Regions from separate parts of the Triticum aestivum genome. Here region 1 is linked to region 2. The links are chromatin contacts, called in public Hi-C maps. All regions are on one chromosome and are shown on one strand. Each heading gives the region's core, a stretch centred on a gene start, on an enhancer-like site or on the middle of the called end of the contact. The rest is flanking DNA. Distances are from core to core; before and after follow the strand shown. Region 1 holds the start of LOC123111858 (nucleobase-ascorbate transporter 6). Region 2 has its middle 130 kb from the start of LOC123111858.

Region 1 (4,934 bases), core at 85-2,584, 130 kb before region 2:
ACATTTGGTAGAGAATCAATAAATAAAGAGTTGATGAGGGCTCACATTTCCACCTCCCATTTGAGGAACAAGCGCGCTTGGTATGATGACGGTGGTGCCCAGCATGACTATGAAATGCTGAAATCCTAGAATCACGGCCTCGGCTGCGTACAAGATTACAGGCACAAGAGAAACATCAAACATACAGTACACCATTTGATATGAGTAGTACTACTAGTATATGAATTGCATAAAAAGATGTGCAACTGAAAGGCCTTTTCATTATAAATAAATTCAAGATCAGCGAATCTTCCAGACTGGTTAAGCAAAAGAATTTGTGTCCAATAAAAAACATGAAAAACTTTCTGTAGTGAAAATATGTAGAGACTGATGTGCACCGACAACAACAAAAACATTCCAGTAATCAGCACACATATATTTGCAGTGGGGGAAAAAGCCTGGGCATGCATGAAACAGCAAGTAGTACGAGAAACAAACTAAGGACAGTGAAGGGACAAGCACGGAGGAGTGAGGGAAGCTTTTAAAGAGCAAAATCAAAAGGGTGAAGCAGAGCAGAGAGCACGTACGCCATGGCGGCGGACTGGTGATACAGAAGGAGACGCTGGGCAGCTGCTCCTTGGGCGGATGCGGCTGCAGCTCGTCGGCCTTGGGCGGCGGCGCGGCTGCCATCTTCTTCTTCCTCCGGCTCCAAACTCCCAAGAAACCACGCCCGTCACTTCACTCGCCACTCGCACAGGAACAGGGGACTGGACTGACTGACCGACTGATCTGTCGTTCTTTTCTGCCAAGAACCGAGAACCCCCTCGCAAGCAAGGAACAACCAACCAACCAACCACGGGGGAGAGTAAAGTTGGAGAAAAGGCGCAGAGAATCGAGAGAAAGCAATTGATCTGGCCTAGCTACCCAATTCCCCACTACTACTTCTCCTCCTCCTCCTCCTCCAAGGAGAGGAATGGAATCTATCCCCCCAGAAAGCCACCTTACGCTCCCCCGCGCACGCTCTCTTCCTCCTCCCTTCTCCCTCGCTGCAAGGAAAGGGAAGAGAAGAGAAGAGAAGCTCGCTGGAGAGGGAGGAGGCTACTCGCAGGAAGGGACTAGACTAGCAGCGGAAAGGCAGCCAGCGGCATCCCGAGGCGAAAACTTCCTCTCTCTTTTGGGCGGCAGAAAGGAGGTGGCAGAGAGGCGAGCGGGGGCAGAGGGCGAGAAGGACTGCTCTCCTTGCCTCCTCCCTTTCCGCTTTAAAAACGGCGCCTTTTGCAAGCGAGCGAGCTGGCCTGGCCAGCGAGCCTTTTCCCTCGGCGGCTTTCCACTCTCCCTCCGATTCTCGCTGTTTCCTCTGCCTCACCGCTGCCGTGCCGTGCTGCCTCCGGGACGCCTCCCACGCGGCGTAGTCTCAGCTCTCAACTGCTCGGGGGTTTGGGTTTGACGCTCCGTCCGTAACCGTTACTGAAACTGAGCCAGCAGCGCTGACACAAGGCGCAGATTTCCTTTTGACCGCGATTGGTCTGCTTGCGCTATTAATCGGCAGTTTGTATTTTTGTGTGTATATAGGAGTGGATAAATGCGGAGGAGTTAAAGAGTGAGCCTGGGCAAATTTCTCGGAAATTAAAAGGGGGATGGTTGTTGAGGGAATTTATTCTCCTCTGGCTAGAGAGACGGGCATGATAGGTTGGTTGTCTGCTGCAAGCAGAGCCCTGAGCGCTAGGGCTTCAGCGGAAGATTCATCAGGGACAGGCGCCAACGAGGTTCAGGACCATGTTACCTGGTAATCAGAAGTGCCTCAAATCTTGGCTTGACATAAGCTGGCTAAACGGAATTTTTGTCAGTGGCGGCTAGCAATGTGCATTTGACAAAGTACACTACCAGTAGTAAGTACTATGGAGTGAGTAGAGGCAGGACATTCTGCGCCGAATATAATAGTGCGTGCGCGGCTGACCAATTGGCCGCATATCCAGAAAGCAGCCTCGGACAGTTCTGCTTCAGTCTGTCTACCTATCGATGCTAGGATGTTTGTTTGGTCAGCACAAACAGCTGGTTCCAGCATCCAAGCATTCTGGTCATCCATTATGGTTAAGGTTCTGGTCATCAGAGTATGGTTAGGGCATCTTCAGCACGGCATAGCCCATTCCCCCTATCTGTCAATCCACACAGCCCAAAGATCAAAATTGCAATCCACCAAGCGCCGAAATCACTGTTTTGATCCATTTTGTTAACTTAAGCACAATCTGGCCCCGCTTTGCAAAAATTTTGAGATCCGACCATTTTCCTACCTTCAGACCTGTTGGCGGGAGGGTTTAACCACCTACCGCCAAGGACTCCGGGGTAGGGTTTCGCCTAAATCTTTGTTGATCCGATGTGAATGTGCAAATTCATCTGGATTCGATTCTTTATTGGTGTCCTTGTCCATGATAAAGAACTTGCTCCTAAAAGAACCATTTAGGACCACGTCATCTTAGTGGTTGCCACGTGCTGTCGTACATCGCCGCTTTATCCTACCCATTGAGTCCCAAAGGGCTTGCGCTATGGACCGTCCGATCTGATCCAGTCGGCTGCGGTTATTTCCCTCGCATATAAATATACGCGCAACCGCCCCCTTCGTCATTCGTCGTCTCCACTGCTTCTTCCCACTGAAACCCTCACCCGTAGAGATCCACCTCGAGCTCGACGACACCGACCACCTTCGTTGCTACGCTGCTGGAGAGGGATCGTCGGAGCCATCACACGCCGCGGCGGCACATTTCCTTCGTCGGGCCGCCGTAGTCACTGCGGGTCACCAAGTTATGGTACGTGCAACATGAACTCAAGCCTCCTCTCTGTCTCGTTCGAGTTCAATCGCTAGGTAAATTGTTTTGATGCGGTCTGTAGATTCCCTTGCATCTCATTTCTAGATCTAGGGTTTGAGTTATGTCTCGTTCGAATGGAATGATTAGCTCGTTATCTAGTAAATCTGTTTGGAGATACTAGTTCAATTCTAACAGATTTTATTGGCCCAAAACTTTTCTCAAAAACTGCATCTATATATTCAGATCAAAATGGTTTTCTTTCAAAACTCATGTTGAACACATTCACAACCCTATCCCCATTTCCCCCTCGCATCTCTCTATTCACAGGGCAATGCGGTCTGTCGAAGATTTCGCTCAGCCCACTGGCAACAGAGACAGAGATGCGGATACCTTTATGGGCCGACGAGTCAAAAGCAACGAATGTTCAGGGTCCAACGGTAGGCCCATCAACGGCAGCTAAGCGAAAGAGAACCACCAAGCAGAATGATCAAGCTGTGGATGAAAATGCTCCGGGGAAAAAGAAGGGTGGTCGTCAACCATACGAAAACACCGCTGAATATCTCTCTGATGATAGATATAATAGAGTCCCATGGGAAGACAAACATGCAAAGGAAAGACGCCTTCATTGGATTTGGCGTCACTAGGTCAAGAAATGGTTCAACTACAAGTTTGTCCACCCTCGGTTTACCAAGAACTTTGCCTTCAATCCACCGTGGGGTGATTGCCGAGCAATATCTCTTCTGAAGAAGAACAATCCACAAGTTTGTCCTCCTACTCATGTGAATGCCCATGAATCGTCCCTTGCAACCCCCGCCTCACATCCACAAGAGCTGGCTAAAAGGACTCGCAATGCCCAAATCATTGTTGAACGGAAGGCGAAGAAGGAATCACGCGAGGAAGAAAATCTTTGTCTGATCAAGGATGACCTCACAAAAAGAAGGTTGTTGGTGTGTCAGAATGGCGCTCTAAGCGCAAACACAACAAAAATGGGTCTGGGTCATCGAAGAAGAAACCAACCCCAAGGAAGAAACGACGGCCATTTGAGGATGTCGACCCGACTGCTCCATCCAATGATGCTGATCCATCACTTCCTCAGGAAGAAGTTGTAGTTATGATGAGCGACAACATCAACATCACTACATCAACTATTTTGCCAGATTTGAGGGTGTCGGTTCCTCCGAAGGCCTCACTGATTGAAAGGATCGATATAGTTGACTAGAGGAGGGTGAATAGGCAACTAACAATTTTTAATCTTTTCTTTACCAATTTAAACTTTGCAACAAGGTAGGTTGTCTAGATATGCAACTATGTGAGCAACCTATATGATGCAATAACAACTAGCACAAATGCAAGCAAGGGATATAACACAAATAAGCTTGCACAAGTAAAGGCACGAGATAACCAAGAGTGGAGCCGGTGGAGACGAGGATGTGTTAGCGAAGTTCCTTCCTTTTAAAGGGAAGTACGTCTCCGTTAGAGCGGTGTGGAGGCACAATGCTCCCCAAGAAGCCACTAGGGCCACCGTATTCTCCTCACGCCCTCACACAATGCGAGATGCCGTGATTCCACTATTGGTGCCCCTGAAGGCGGCGACCGAACCTTTACAAACAAGGTTGGGTCAATCTCCACAACTTAATTGGAGGCTCCCAACGACACCACCAAGCTTCACCACAATGGACTATGGCTCCGAGGTGACCTCAACCGTCTAGGGTGCTCAAACACCCAAGAGTAACAAGATCCGCTAGGGATTAGTGGGGGGAATCAAATTTCTCTTGGTGGAAGTGTAGATCGGGGCCTTCTCAACCAATCCCGAGCAAATCAACAAGTTTGATTGGCTAGGGAGAGATTGGGCGAAAATGGAGCTTGGAGCAACAATGGAGCTTTTGGGGGAAGAGGTAGGTAAACTTTGGGGAAGAAGACACCTTTATATAGTGGGGAAACAATCCAACCGTTACCCCCCAAGCAGCCACGCACAGAGCGGTACTACCGCTTGGGCAGGGCGGTACTACCGCTGAGCCAGCGGTACTACCGTTACCTCCCAGCGGTATTGCCGCGCACACGAGGATACAAGGACCTGGGACCAGAGCGGTACTACCACGGAAGTAAGGGCGGTACTACCGCTTGAAGCGGTACTACCGCCACTACTGCAGC
Region 2 (5,076 bases), core at 2,203-4,702:
TTTGAGCATCACTTCGAAAATATGATATATGTATCACCTAGATCCCTTTAACAGTACGGTTTTTCCTATGACTGAACTAAGAAGAAAGAAACTAAAACAACAAAAGTCTTCAAGCTTCCAGTTCTTCACTTCAAAATCTTCAAAAGGCCGCACTAAATACTTCACTTGTAGAAATGCATTTTTAGGGGTCGTCTTTCGTCGGTTAAACCAAATCTTCAAGGACTATAACTCATGTGTACACTCACAAATACATTAGTCCCTTAATCCATTTGTCTTCAATACTCCAGAACCACTAAGGGGCACTAGATGCACCTACAAGATTCAACCTGCATTAGTGGAGGTGGGTGGCGTACCTACACAAGCGCCAGCGAGGAATGGTCGGAGCTGCGCGACGAGCTGGACGGGACGACGATGCTGCCGGCGTTGCATCGATAGGCAACAAGCGCTGCGGAACATGAGCTGCCCCCTTGGTCTAGCCGCGACCGCCTCAAAGTGATGCGAATGGCAACCTCCACCACATCATCTGGCACCGCGTCACACAGCAGACTTGACCATTCGTCGGAGCCACCAGAATTGCCGCCGGAGCCAGCGATCCTGCTCCTCCGTATGGTGGCCGTCTTCGCCTTGGCCACCAGCTCCTTGTTTGCCTCGCACTCCGACAGCTCGCTGTGAGCCAGAGCACCTTAGCATTCTTCCAGTTCTTCACTTCAAAATCTTCAAAAGGCCGCACTAAATACTTCACTTGTAAAAATACATTTTTAGGGGCCGTCTTTCGTCGGTTAAACCAAATCTTCAGGGAGTATAACTCATGTGTACACTCACAAATACATTAGTCCCTTAATCCATTTGTCTTCAATACTCCAGAACCACTAAGGGGGCACTAGATGCACCTACAAGATTCAACCCGCATTAGTGGAGGTGGGTGGCGTACCTACACAAGCGCCAGCGAGGAATGGTCGAAGCTGCGCGACGAGCTGGACGGGACGACGATGCTGCCGGCGCTGCGTCGATAGGCAACAAGTGCTGTGGAACAGGAGCTGCCCCCTTGGTCGAGCCGCGACCGCCTCAATGTCATGCGAATGGCAACCTCCACCACATTGTCTGGCACCGCGTCACACAGCAGGCTCGACCAGTCATCGGATCCACCAGAATTGCCGCTGGAGCCAGCAATCCTGCTCCTCCGTATGGCGGTCGCCTTTGCCTTGGCCACCAGCTCCTTGTTTGCCTCGCACTCTGACAGCTCGCTGTGAGCCAGAGCACCTTAGCATTCTTGCGGCGGTTACCACTTAAGGACGACATTCCATAGATGCCCGGGTACCACTTTCGGACGAGATTCAACTCGCATTGGTGATGGTGGGTGACATACCAGCACGGGCGCGAGTGCGCAACAGGCGGAGTTGCGCGACGGGCGGGATAGGACGGCCACGTCGTTGGCGCGACGTCGACGGGCGCTGCAGAACAGGAGCTGTCGCCTTGGTCGAACCACGACCGCCTCAACTTGATGCGGAGGGCAACCTCATCCACATCGTCCGGCTCCATGTCGCGCAACAGCCTCGACTAGTCATCGGAGCCGCCGGATTTGCCACCGGAGCAAGTGTTTTTGCCGTCGCCGGCTTTCGAATCAGACTAGAGGAGATTGGGAGTGGAGTGGACGGAGAAGGGAGTGGATTGGACGGACGGATTGACTTCGGTCTAAGGTTTTCCGGATGGGGATATTTGTGGGGACAGGGGTGGCCCCGGGTAGGCCGGACTAGGCGTGATGGACGCGGTCGGGCCGCGCTATATTTGGTTGGATACGTGGGGCACCGGACAGGCCAGATGTTTAAGGCTGCTTTGAGATGCCTGACTGAGTCGTTTTTTTATCGGTCGGTCTGCCCGGATATTTGAGGACAGTTTGAGATGCCCGACTGCTTATTTTATTTCTTTTCTTTTATGAAGTCCAATGCGCGCGCTCTCCCTCACGGACTCTCTCTCTCTCATGTACATTCACGTGTCCATTTTATGTGCACCATTCAATGACATCCACTTAGAATTTTTGTGTATTAGTAACATCTTGTAATCTTATACTTCATCCGTTTCATAATGTAAGATTTGTTTTAACTCTAATTTAGTGTCAAAAACATCTTACATTATGGAACAAAGAGAGTAGTAATTTATACGACATGACATCTCAATCCTGCATCTTTTCTATTCCTACGTTTCTCACTATCTAAAACCCAAAGAGACCTTACAAAGTGCGAGTGACTAGATTAACCCGAAGAAAGGATTTCGATGGCAACAAGATAGTCAAACGATTCTCTTTCATAATTGACACTCAAGTGTGACCTTTGCCATAAGGCAGATGTATATATAGGTGGTCACTCGGAGAAAGCCCATCATTTGCTCCGAATCCTTAACCAAATCATTGCTGGACGCCCCTGTATAATTCCAATTCCCAAGTCCAACTTTTGCCCATACCAGCAAAAAGGAAGACGAAAGGGAAAAAGTGCAGAAAAAGGTTATGGTGCACCACCACCTAATCAATCAGCAGTATCTGGATTGATTGACGAGGCTGGTAGATACTACCATCTCCTTCCTATGAGAACAAGCTATCTTGCCAGGATCGATCAATCAGCAGCTGGCTGTTGTGCCCTTGCGAGCCAAGGCTCAAGGGGCGGTGCAATCATGCAGTTTTCCTGTCATGAATGAGCCTTGTGGTATGTACTAGCAGTTGATTGGCTCATCGGCCAAATCATTCATTCGAGCGACCATGACGGCTTCACGGATGGCAACCTGGCCTCTCTTTTCTTACCTGCACACTGAATGCTAAGACTGATTGACAGTGGCCGATCATCCCATCCAAACCACTAGCCCTGAATCTGACGCTCAGACCACCTGGGTTTTACCCTAGACGTGTACGGACTGCCTCGCCCAAAATCTCCGCTCAATCTACTACGTGTCCCCGCCACCGGAATGCGACGACGCATTCCCGTGTTTATTTATCTATCTCCAATCCACACACGCACACACACACCGGCCCACTAGACAGTTAAGTGAGGTCGATCGTGGTGAAATCCATGAACCTGACCTAGTCGGTTTGTTTACCAATTATAAACAGAGGAGTTTGGGGCATGAAAACCAACGGATGTGTACGAACTTGTCGCTGTCTATGAACATGCCTTGCCTGTCTTTCCAGTAAGTAACAAGTCGCGCGCGCATAGATTCGGTCCGGAGTGTGATGCACAAGATTAAGAGGAGCAGAGAGAACACGCCGCTGCCACTGATTGATCGAGACTAGTACTCCCTCTGTAAACTGATATAAGAGCGTTTAGATCACTAAAATAATAATCTAAATGCTCTTATATTAGTTTACGGAGGGAGTATAAAACTAGCAGCCGCGCGCGTCCGGTGTAGTGATCGGCTGAAGGCGCGCGTCGTTTTCGTGTCGGCTTTCGCCGACGCGAGCGTGCCTCGCCGTCACCTCACCTCACCAACAACCGCCCTAAGCGGCTACGCTTATCCTGCTCCACCACCCTTCTCGACTGATCGATCCCTTGCGGTGGCTCCAAGAAACCAACACGGAAACGTGGCACCAGCACGCAGAGTTTCGTGTAGGGGAGACACGTCGCCGCTTTGACTTGCGTCCGGACGCCGGGAGGTCGCGATAGTCACGCTAGATTACTCGCAGCTTCTGGTGGTAGACCACGTCACGCGCGTCTCATCTGGAACTTGATCAGTGTCCGGAAACCTGTGGCGTCGATCGTCGGTGAAAGGCCCCCGTCCCGTCTCAGCCGGTAGGATTCACCTGCTCCGTGGGTTCATCCATTCAGCTAACAGTCCGTTCGTCGTACATGAGAGTGCGAGTATAGCAACAGTTGCCGCGCTTTCGGGGCAGGGAACAGCGGCGCGGCGGCCAAGAGGCACAAGTGGACGATGGCGTCCCTTTTGAGGCGGGAACCCTGCCAGACTCCGACGTCAAAAGGCGGGGAAAAGATCGGGGATTGGATCGGTCTATCGGTCTCTCGGCCCACGAGCCGCGCCAAGAATATCTGCGGGGGACCTCGTGCAGCGCCTGCGCCGAAGGGCATAGAACTTGTTCAATACGTGGTGGTTTCGTCATGAACTTCATCATCTTAGATTGGTGGTTTAGTCATAAAACTTGTAAAAGTTTACTTCATCATCTTAGAACTTGCACATAACGCGTAAATTTAGTCCAGAGCCAATCAAAGACAGCCAAGGAGATTTTGCATATATCCCCTAACGTTTTGTCAATTCAATCCGCAGTACACCCATCTGAATTAAATTTATCTAACTGTTTTGTTCGAATCTGGTCGTCCCCTTCCCCTACTCTGTTCCAGCTCGCAGCTCTCCTCCTCTCCGCTGTTGTCAAGCTCGCTGCCGCCGTCCAGCTCGCCGCATGGTTTCCTGGGACGATCTGTCCAGCTCCTCGTCGGACCGCGATTTCAGCCAGGTGAGTTTGTCCTCTATCCAAGCAGTTAGGGTTAGTGTAAATGGAGAATTTTACTAAGCGGACCGATTTGTTTTGTTTTAGCCACACGCCATCATTTTCTGCTCGAAATAGAGAGACCTGGCTACAGATCTTACTGCTAGATGTGAGCACCTAGGCATCTGTGAGAAGTTGTGGCCTTTGAATAAGTGGATAGTGACAGGAGATTTCTGACTTGTGCATAGAAGGTCACTAGCTAAATGTTTTAACAAAAAATGGCACTTTCAGTTTCTGGATATGTGCTTTGTATAAACCGGATATGTGCCATTTAAGTGTGGATGATATTGCCATGTCATCTCAGTTAATTTTTCAGTAAGTAGTGCTTTGTATAGTGCCATTTAAGTGTGGATGATAGTGCCATGTGCTCTTTTCTGGTCTTGAATTTTTTTTGGGAGGATTCGTTACCTGAAGAATTGACACTGCTCTTTTGTGCCATGGTACTAACTAGATTTGTCGTTACGTGAATAATTGGCAGTGCTCTTTTGTGCTCTTCAATCCTAAAAGTTAGCTCATGCTCATGTTCATGCCCCAAGTTTAGTGTCAACGTAGTTCAGTAATGCTTCAAGTTTAGTGTCGTGATTTTGTCACGG

The links. Hi-C and Micro-C count contacts between places; a contact is called where the count stands out from the background.
Region 1: a Hi-C map of leaf shows a contact between it and region 2, with 2.7 times the contacts expected there. The contact joins the promoter of LOC123111858 here to the enhancer-like site in region 2. A contact is called at or near these places in 2 of 5 Hi-C or Micro-C datasets (both in leaf).

What each region holds. Positions count from the first base shown.
Region 1 is chr5B:360,645,388-360,650,321 of IWGSC CS RefSeq v2.1, reverse strand. LOC123111858 (nucleobase-ascorbate transporter 6) reads right to left here and starts at 1,334. Exons shown (of 14, transcript XM_044532744.1): 1 at 567-1,334; 2 at 46-143. The coding sequence starts at 669.
Region 2 is chr5B:360,513,372-360,518,447 of IWGSC CS RefSeq v2.1, reverse strand. No RefSeq gene overlaps it. Among protein-coding and RNA genes, the nearest start is that of LOC123111858, 130 kb to the left of the region's middle. Within about 2 kb of position 3,452, at least 2 of the 8 cell types and tissues checked have an H3K27ac peak or open chromatin away from gene starts, as enhancers often do. A contact at or near this core is called in leaf, where this site is marked.